Linked DNA regions of Mus musculus: region 1 is linked to region 2. Evidence: chromatin contacts called from public promoter capture Hi-C data. All regions are on one chromosome and are shown on one strand. The core of a region is the stretch at or near the end of the contact, and the rest is flanking DNA. Distances in the headings are between cores, read along the strand shown.

The links. Capture Hi-C pulls out chosen DNA fragments and counts their contacts.
Region 1: a contact with region 2 is called in a promoter capture Hi-C map of adipose tissue. The contact joins the promoter of Zfp426 here to the promoter of Zfp560 in region 2. A contact is called at or near these places in 1 of 39 promoter capture datasets (the SN4741 cell line), 1 of 484 Hi-C or Micro-C datasets (CD4 T cells), 1 of 115 datasets of contacts at active chromatin or transcription factors (effector CD8 T cells) and 3 of 9 other capture datasets (adipose tissue, liver and pancreatic islet).

The regions. Positions count from the first base shown.
Region 1 is chr9:20,491,450-20,494,854 of GRCm38.p6, forward strand. It overlaps Zfp426 (zinc finger protein 426), which reads right to left and starts at 1,297. Exons shown (of 9, transcript NM_001110309.1): 1 at 1,249-1,297; 2 at 937-1,002.
Region 2 is chr9:20,383,433-20,387,145 of GRCm38.p6, forward strand. Zfp560 (zinc finger protein 560) reads right to left here and starts at 1,726. Exons shown (of 7, transcript NM_001004190.3): 1 at 1,585-1,726.

The DNA.
Region 1 (3,405 bases), core at 47-2,546, 110 kb after region 2:
GACAGTGTGGTCACATATATAAAATAAATAAATCTAAAAAAAGAAAGAAAGAAAAGAAAAGAAATCATGTTCCTATTGCTCCAACTCCTGAGATCACTGCTATGTGCTACCATGTTGCCCTTTATTTTCAGTTTACATCTTAGCAAACAAGTCACCATACAATATATCTTGCTGGGGAAAGAGTAGACACGGACTGCTGCAAGAGGTGACTGCAGCATAACAGATACTGGACCATCAAATATGCTAGTACGTCTAAGTTTTTTTTAAAAAGAGAAATGGGGGGGGGGGGATTGTTGGGGAGAGAACACTAATTTATCAATCTTCTTAATAGTTAATTCTATGATTTTTAATAATCTAGCTTTCCACATTTCTTCTGTGAGCTCCAAGCAGTTTAGTGATGAACAGATCTAAGAACGAAGAGAAAAGTATGTGTATCACGCACAAGGCCCTGAATGGACCACTAGCACAGAGAGATAAAGGGATGAGGAAACAAACACAGGCCTAGGAACTTTGGAGGTGGAAAAAAGCTCACTATTATTGTTTGTTAGGTTTTTGCTTGTTTGTTTTTTAATAAATACAGTATTTCACCACGTAGCACTGGTTGGCCTGGAACTCATTTTGTACACCAGACTAGCCAAGAACTCACAGAAATCCTTTTGCCACCTGTGTGCCGTGAGTAAAGGCTTGCCCGCTAGGTTTTTATGAATGGGCTGGAGGTCTACCAATGTTTATATTCTCTCAAGAAAGACGTACATTCGAAGTAACTAAGAAATTTGTCTCTGTATCTGAAACTAATGGTCAAAATAAAACACGCACTCACTAAATAAAGTACAATCTAACAATATGAATTAAGTTCTCACCCCGACATTCGTCTCTAATATTTTTTTAAAAGGGAATACGGCTTTTTCCAAAAGCGACCTTTCACTGAGTGCTCACCAGAGGCGCTGAAATCGCAAGGTGTATGGCGCTGATCACTCCAACTACTCCGGCAAAATTTCATTTCTGAGGAGAAAAATAAAAGAGCCTTTCGCACAGAATTTGCTTGGGCGGCTTTTGAAGAGCAGCATCGTAGCCGCAGCCATCGCCAGGCCCGCCCTCTGGGCACTTCCCCAGCCTGGCGACTGACAGCCAGAGAGGACTCAGGCTTGGCCGCGCCCGGAGGCGCCGTGGCAAGCGGAGCAGAGCTCTGCACTCTCGTTCTCTATCTCCCCCTCCGCCTCCAGGTAGTCCTTGTACCGCAGAACTCACGAATGCCAGGCAACTCCGCAACTCTTCAGTGCAGATAAGAGCCGGAAGAGACGGGCGCGGGCATGACGTCACTTCCGCTCGCGCTCGGTCTGCTGCAGAGCCAGGCCCGGGAGTCTACCTCGGTTGAATTCCTGTCAGATTTCTAGTTTCTCCGCAGTGTCAGGGCGGAGGGGCTGTAAGGGCTTCACCGCGGGAGCTGGAGGCCGACGCTGGTCTCCAGGACAAGACAGAATTAGAATCCAGGCTGTGAGCCGGGCAACGGTGGTGCCAGGACCAGTAAGTCCTTTAACCACAGGGTTTCTTGTGGGTACCCAGCGTCCGCTCAGGAAATTTTTTTGCCTGCCATCGCTGCATTCTTAGAACCCTTGCTTTCTAGTGCACCCTAGTCCAGTAGGAAACAGAAGGCAGTCTCGCTTCCGTAATCATCTAGACCTCTCAAGATGTTGAAATTGTATTTCGTAGGCTGCGACCATAAAGGGTGCTTCAACAGATTTACCCTACCTAAGCCCATTCCACCAGCCTCAGGAGCCCAATGGAAATAACTGGGTTTCTGACTGAGAATCCTGAAGTAGTTACTGGGTGGGTCTTGAACTCGTCTTAACCGCGTATCTGCATCTTTCCCAGCAACTGTTTTCCCAAGTCCCCGGTTCTATTGAATGCCCTAAGCAAACAGTAAGCTCAAATCCGGGTTTTTGTCATCTCAAGTCACAGGAAAAATGCCCAGTCACTCAGATTCGACACTCCTGGTTACTGATGGTCCCTAATAACATGAATGAAGAGCCAGTTTAACCACGCAACAGTTGAGAGGCTGAAAACTGTAATGTTACTAGGCTGAATTCTGCTGACATCTGTTGGTCAATGCGAGTCAAAGAGAAATGAAGCTATAATCACTTTCTGACGAAAGTAAAAGCATTTATGGCCCTGATCTATTACAGGATGCAAGATCAGTTTGTCAAGAGACCCATTTACCCTCTCTGCCATGAACTTGCTCAACCAGGGGCTTGCGTTGCTTCAGAAACAATATGCCAGTATGACTTCTCAGTGAAAAGGCAGACTTTCTTACTGCACACTTAGAGCTCAAGGAAAAGCTCTTTACTAAAGCACATGGCCAAATATGAGTTGACCTCAAATGTAATTATATATACCTTAGAGTTAGGCATTTTACACACACTCATCCTTAAAACCTCTAGGTCCCAGCCCCTGATTAGACTTTGAACAATTTAAGAGACAGGAGACTACAAGTCTAGCCACTTGGTCAGATGGGTTATTTACACAAAAATATTGCCAAGATTATTTAAGTACACCAGTGTTGTTCTTTTCAAATAGATCTGACCCAGGGTCATGTTGCCCAGCTGGCAAAAAAAAAAAAAAATTTTTTTTAAAGAAAGGAACTGGGGTGTGGGCTGGAGAGATGGTTCAGCGGTTAAGAGCACTAACTGCTTGTCTTAGTGTCAGGGTTTCTATTCCTGCACAAACATCATGACCAAGAAGCAAGTTGGGGAGGGAAGGGTTTCAGCTTACAATTCCACACTGGACTGGAACTCAAGCAGGTCAGGAAGCAGGAGCTGATGCAGAGGCCATGGAGGGATGTTTCTTACTGGCTTGCTTCCACTGGCTTGCTCAGCTTGCTTTCTTATAGAACCCAAGACTATCAGCCCAGAGATGGCACCACCCACAAGGGGCCTTTCCCCCTTGATCACTAATTGAGAAAATGCCTTACAAGTGGATCTCATGGAGGCATTTCCCCAACTGAAGCTCCTTTCTCTGTGATAACTCCAGCCTGTGTCAAGTTGACACAAAACTAGCCAGTACACTGCTCTTCCGAAGGTCTTGAGTTCAAATTCCAGCAACCACACGGTTGCTCACAACAATCCGTAATGAGATCTGACGCCCTCTTCTGGGGTGTCTGAAGACAGCTACAGTGTACTTACATATAATAAATAAATCTTAAACAAAAAAACTGAGAACATTATGGCACACCAGGACTCAACATCCATTGTGAAAGTGATCTGTGCCCTTGAGCTGCATGTTAGAGATATGTTCTTTGGGGACTGGACTAATGGTTGTTCAATCCTAGTGAACAGACATTTACATCCTAGCACCATGGATTTATCTCTAATAGGCCTGAGTAGCACACTACTTTGGGGTATTGAGGAA
Region 2 (3,713 bases), core at 476-2,975:
GTGATTATCTATCTCTATTGTTTCTCCATCTGTGGCCAACTTTGCTTGCTGAAATCCAAATATTAAAGGGCATCTATTAACATCTTACTATAACCTTGATTTGCTGGTACCACCACCTAGCCCCCTAGAAGCAATACTCGTGAAATTACTGATTCCATACATTCGACATCTGGTAATTACTGAACTCCAATAAATTCTGTAGTGTCTACTTCAATAGCTTCTCAGCAGAGTTTGCTTCCACCTCCAAAGTGAAATAGTACTCATTTTCCAGGTGACCTAACAGAACTGTCATCAAGCACTATCATTGCAAGCAAGAGCGCTGCGGCGAGACCCAACTTCTTCAGGAACACGAGTGTAACATTACACTGGCGAGTTAATAATCTAAAGTAAAGGGCATCAGAGGGGCTGAGAAACTCCTGACTCAGCATACTGACTAGAAAGCCAACACTGAAGAGAACATGATCTGCAGTCAGGAGCCAGGGAAAACCTTACAAAAACACTCAACATATGATAAAGCAACTACTGGCATGTCTCCGTCCTAAGACTACAAAGAACAAACATACAGATGAAATTTCCAGTCTCTTTTCTGCCCTCTCAAACCCCAAGCCCCTCGACACACACTCTCCACCTTCCCAGGAAAGGACAACCTCCTTCTGCTGAGGTCTCCTCTCTCTTTCATTATCATACTGCCTCTGTCAATCCTAACAAACAAGAACAATGATCTCCAAAGAGACTCAGGTGACACACTGAAAAAGGCAGTCCCAACACTCGCTAATACTTTAGGAAGAGGGAGAGATGACTATTTCCCACTCCCTTCAGCATCACTAACTCCAACATCTAGTATTTTTGGATTAAATCGCCATTTTTTTCTTTATTTTACCTATTACCATACAAAGACAGGAAAAATATAGCCCTCAACTTTGAGTCTTCATCAATTTGCAGTCTCATATTTATTTCCTTTATTAAATATTAAGCTTCTCCAATTGCTACAAGCTGCCCAAGAATATAGGCTGAATTTTGTCGCTTTGCCATAACCAACTATCCACATATACAAGAAATGACCAAATAAAACACCCATAAATAAATAAATAAAAACACTAATAAGTCATGTAACCACTTCCACAATGGAACATGTTATTTTGGGGAAACACATATTTTTCTGGTCATTGTCATTATTTGGTTCAGGATCAACTTTTATTTCCTTTAAGGCCAGAGCTATTTTTTTTTTCCATCAACACAACTCACCCAAACATTTTTTGCAGAAATAAATCAACCCGAATACTTCAATAGTCTCCACCCATTCCTCCTACAGGTCCTTGTTTTGAATCCTGTAGGTAGGGCCTAAGAAATTCCGCTACAATGAGTGAATACTGGTTTAAGGTTTTGTTTGTTGTTTTTTGTTTTTCCAGTACACACGCGTTTACAAGCACACCGACAACTAAAGAGATGGCTTTCTACCCAAATGTAACTAAGTGTTGGAAACAAATAAGGGACGTGCGAAGAGGATGCCGTATTTCTGACGACACACGCGTTTGTAAATACAAGGTGGCAAAGCCCTCTCAACAGCTTTCACCTCGCACTCACCTGAACTCGCCAATTCCTGAAAATAAAGACAGAGAACCAAGCGCGCAGCGGAGGTTCCGGCCGCGCTGGCCCGCACAGCCCGAGGAAGTGCAGCCGCCGAGGGGCGGACCCCGCCTCTGAGGAACAAAGGAGCTTCACACCCTAGAGCTCGCGCCGGAAGAGTCGGAAGGTAACACCGCCAACGGCACTTCCGCTCCCGGCCTGGGGCTGCAGGACCAGTTCCGACCACTGCGCGGGCTGTTTGGAAGACGTTCAGAGCAAGAATTTATTTAGTGTCGCCAGCGTCTCATACAAGTTGACGACCACAGAGATGGAAAAAGAACTCTGCAACCAAGGGCTGGAGCGTAAGAGACTGCGGAGGGCGGCTGATGTCACTGCTGTTTTCTTCGACTTAAGTGTCCTCCGGCTTCGGGCGCTTCAGTTTACCCTGAGTTTACGCCCCTTCAGGCAGGGCAGTTACCGATTCCTGCCCCAAGAGTGGCTTTACCCCAACTCGATTTAGAGACTGCTGGCCTGACAACCAGACCAACGACTGGAGTTGTGCCCGTGTGGACACAGGACAGACCTGTCAAAGCGCACACGTCACCCAGTGTTGCTCCTGTTAGGTTTGTGAGCCTTAATGCACCCACTTAAGTATCCAGGTACTTGTGTCTCTAGTCACAGAATTAGACGAGAAACACGCCTTTCGAAGTAAAGACAGTTTATTACGAAAAGGAAAGTAGGGTGGATGAGATGGCTCACAGAGTAAAGAAGCTTGCCTCCAAGCCTGATGATAACCTCAGTTCAAGACCCGATGAGCGAGCCGAACTTCCACAAGTTGTCCTCAGGCCGGCACACGTGCACCTGCACTCTTAACCACATTATACAAAATAATAACTAAAAGAAAATTGGGACCAGGCATAGTGACCCACACTTTTTTTATTAGATATTTACTTTATTTACATTTCAAATGTCCCCTTTCTTGCTTTCCCCTCCGAAAACCCCCTATCCTTTCTCCCCTCCCCCTGCTCACCAACCCACCCACACCTGCTTCCTGGCCCTGGCATTCCCTAAACTGGGGCATAGAACCTTCACAGGACAAAGGGCCTCTCCTCCTATTGCTGACCAACTAGGCCATCCTCTGCTACATATGCAGCTGGAGCCATGAGTTCCACCATGGGTACTCTTTGGTTGGTGGTTTAGTCCCTGGGAGCTCTGGGGGTACTGGTTAGTTCATATTGTTATTCCTCCTATAGGGCTGGAAACCCCTTCATCTCCTTGGGTCCTTTCTCTAGCTCCTTCATTGGGGACCGGACTCTTTTGAGACCCACACTTTTTTAAATTCAGAGTTTGCAAGAGTCGGAAACAGTGTGAGTTGAGTCCAGTCAAGTCTACATAAATAGTTTCAAACTAGTCAGGAATATAGGGTCACACACAAGAGAAAGAAAGGAAGGAAAGGGCTTAAAGGGGGTGAGGAGCACTCTTGAGAATGGGAGTGGTCTAGAGAGCAAAGAGCCTAGAAAATGAAATCTGTTCCTTATGACCCTTATCATGACATTTATATAGTACCTGCCACTCCTAAGTATGTGAGGGCTTCTTTTGAGCATGCTTCATATATGTTGTACATGTTATATAAAAAGACTTCCATGAGGAAGTCTTTTTCTGCCAACTGGCTTTTATATGTTTAATATTACTGTAACTCTTACAGTCTCTCCTGTCACTACATTCTTCTAGTGACTGTATGTTCCTAGATCTTTACTAAAGCAGAATAGAAAGATGAAAATTTGGGGGGACATGAGTAGGAAAAGCCTGAAAAAGTAGGTTTATCTTCTTGTTCCTGCTAATAGACTCAGAATAAACTGTAGACTCTGGGGAAGGGGAGTGTCTTACTACTTTGGCTTTGCTAAATGTTGTTGTTTGTTAATTTTTCTTTCTAAATGTTTGTACCCATATATTGATGCTCCTCTCAACCCTGGCCTTTCACTCACCACCCCCAGTGGGCAGTGGGTAATGCAGAGACTTATAATAGATCAAAGTGCTAAGAATAAGCGACTCTTCAGTTCTCGGCCTTAAATAGGAAATCAGTATCCTTCTTTCCAAGGCCCATGAAACATCGAGGAAACAAGGGTTAAATGAATATAAACTGGAGG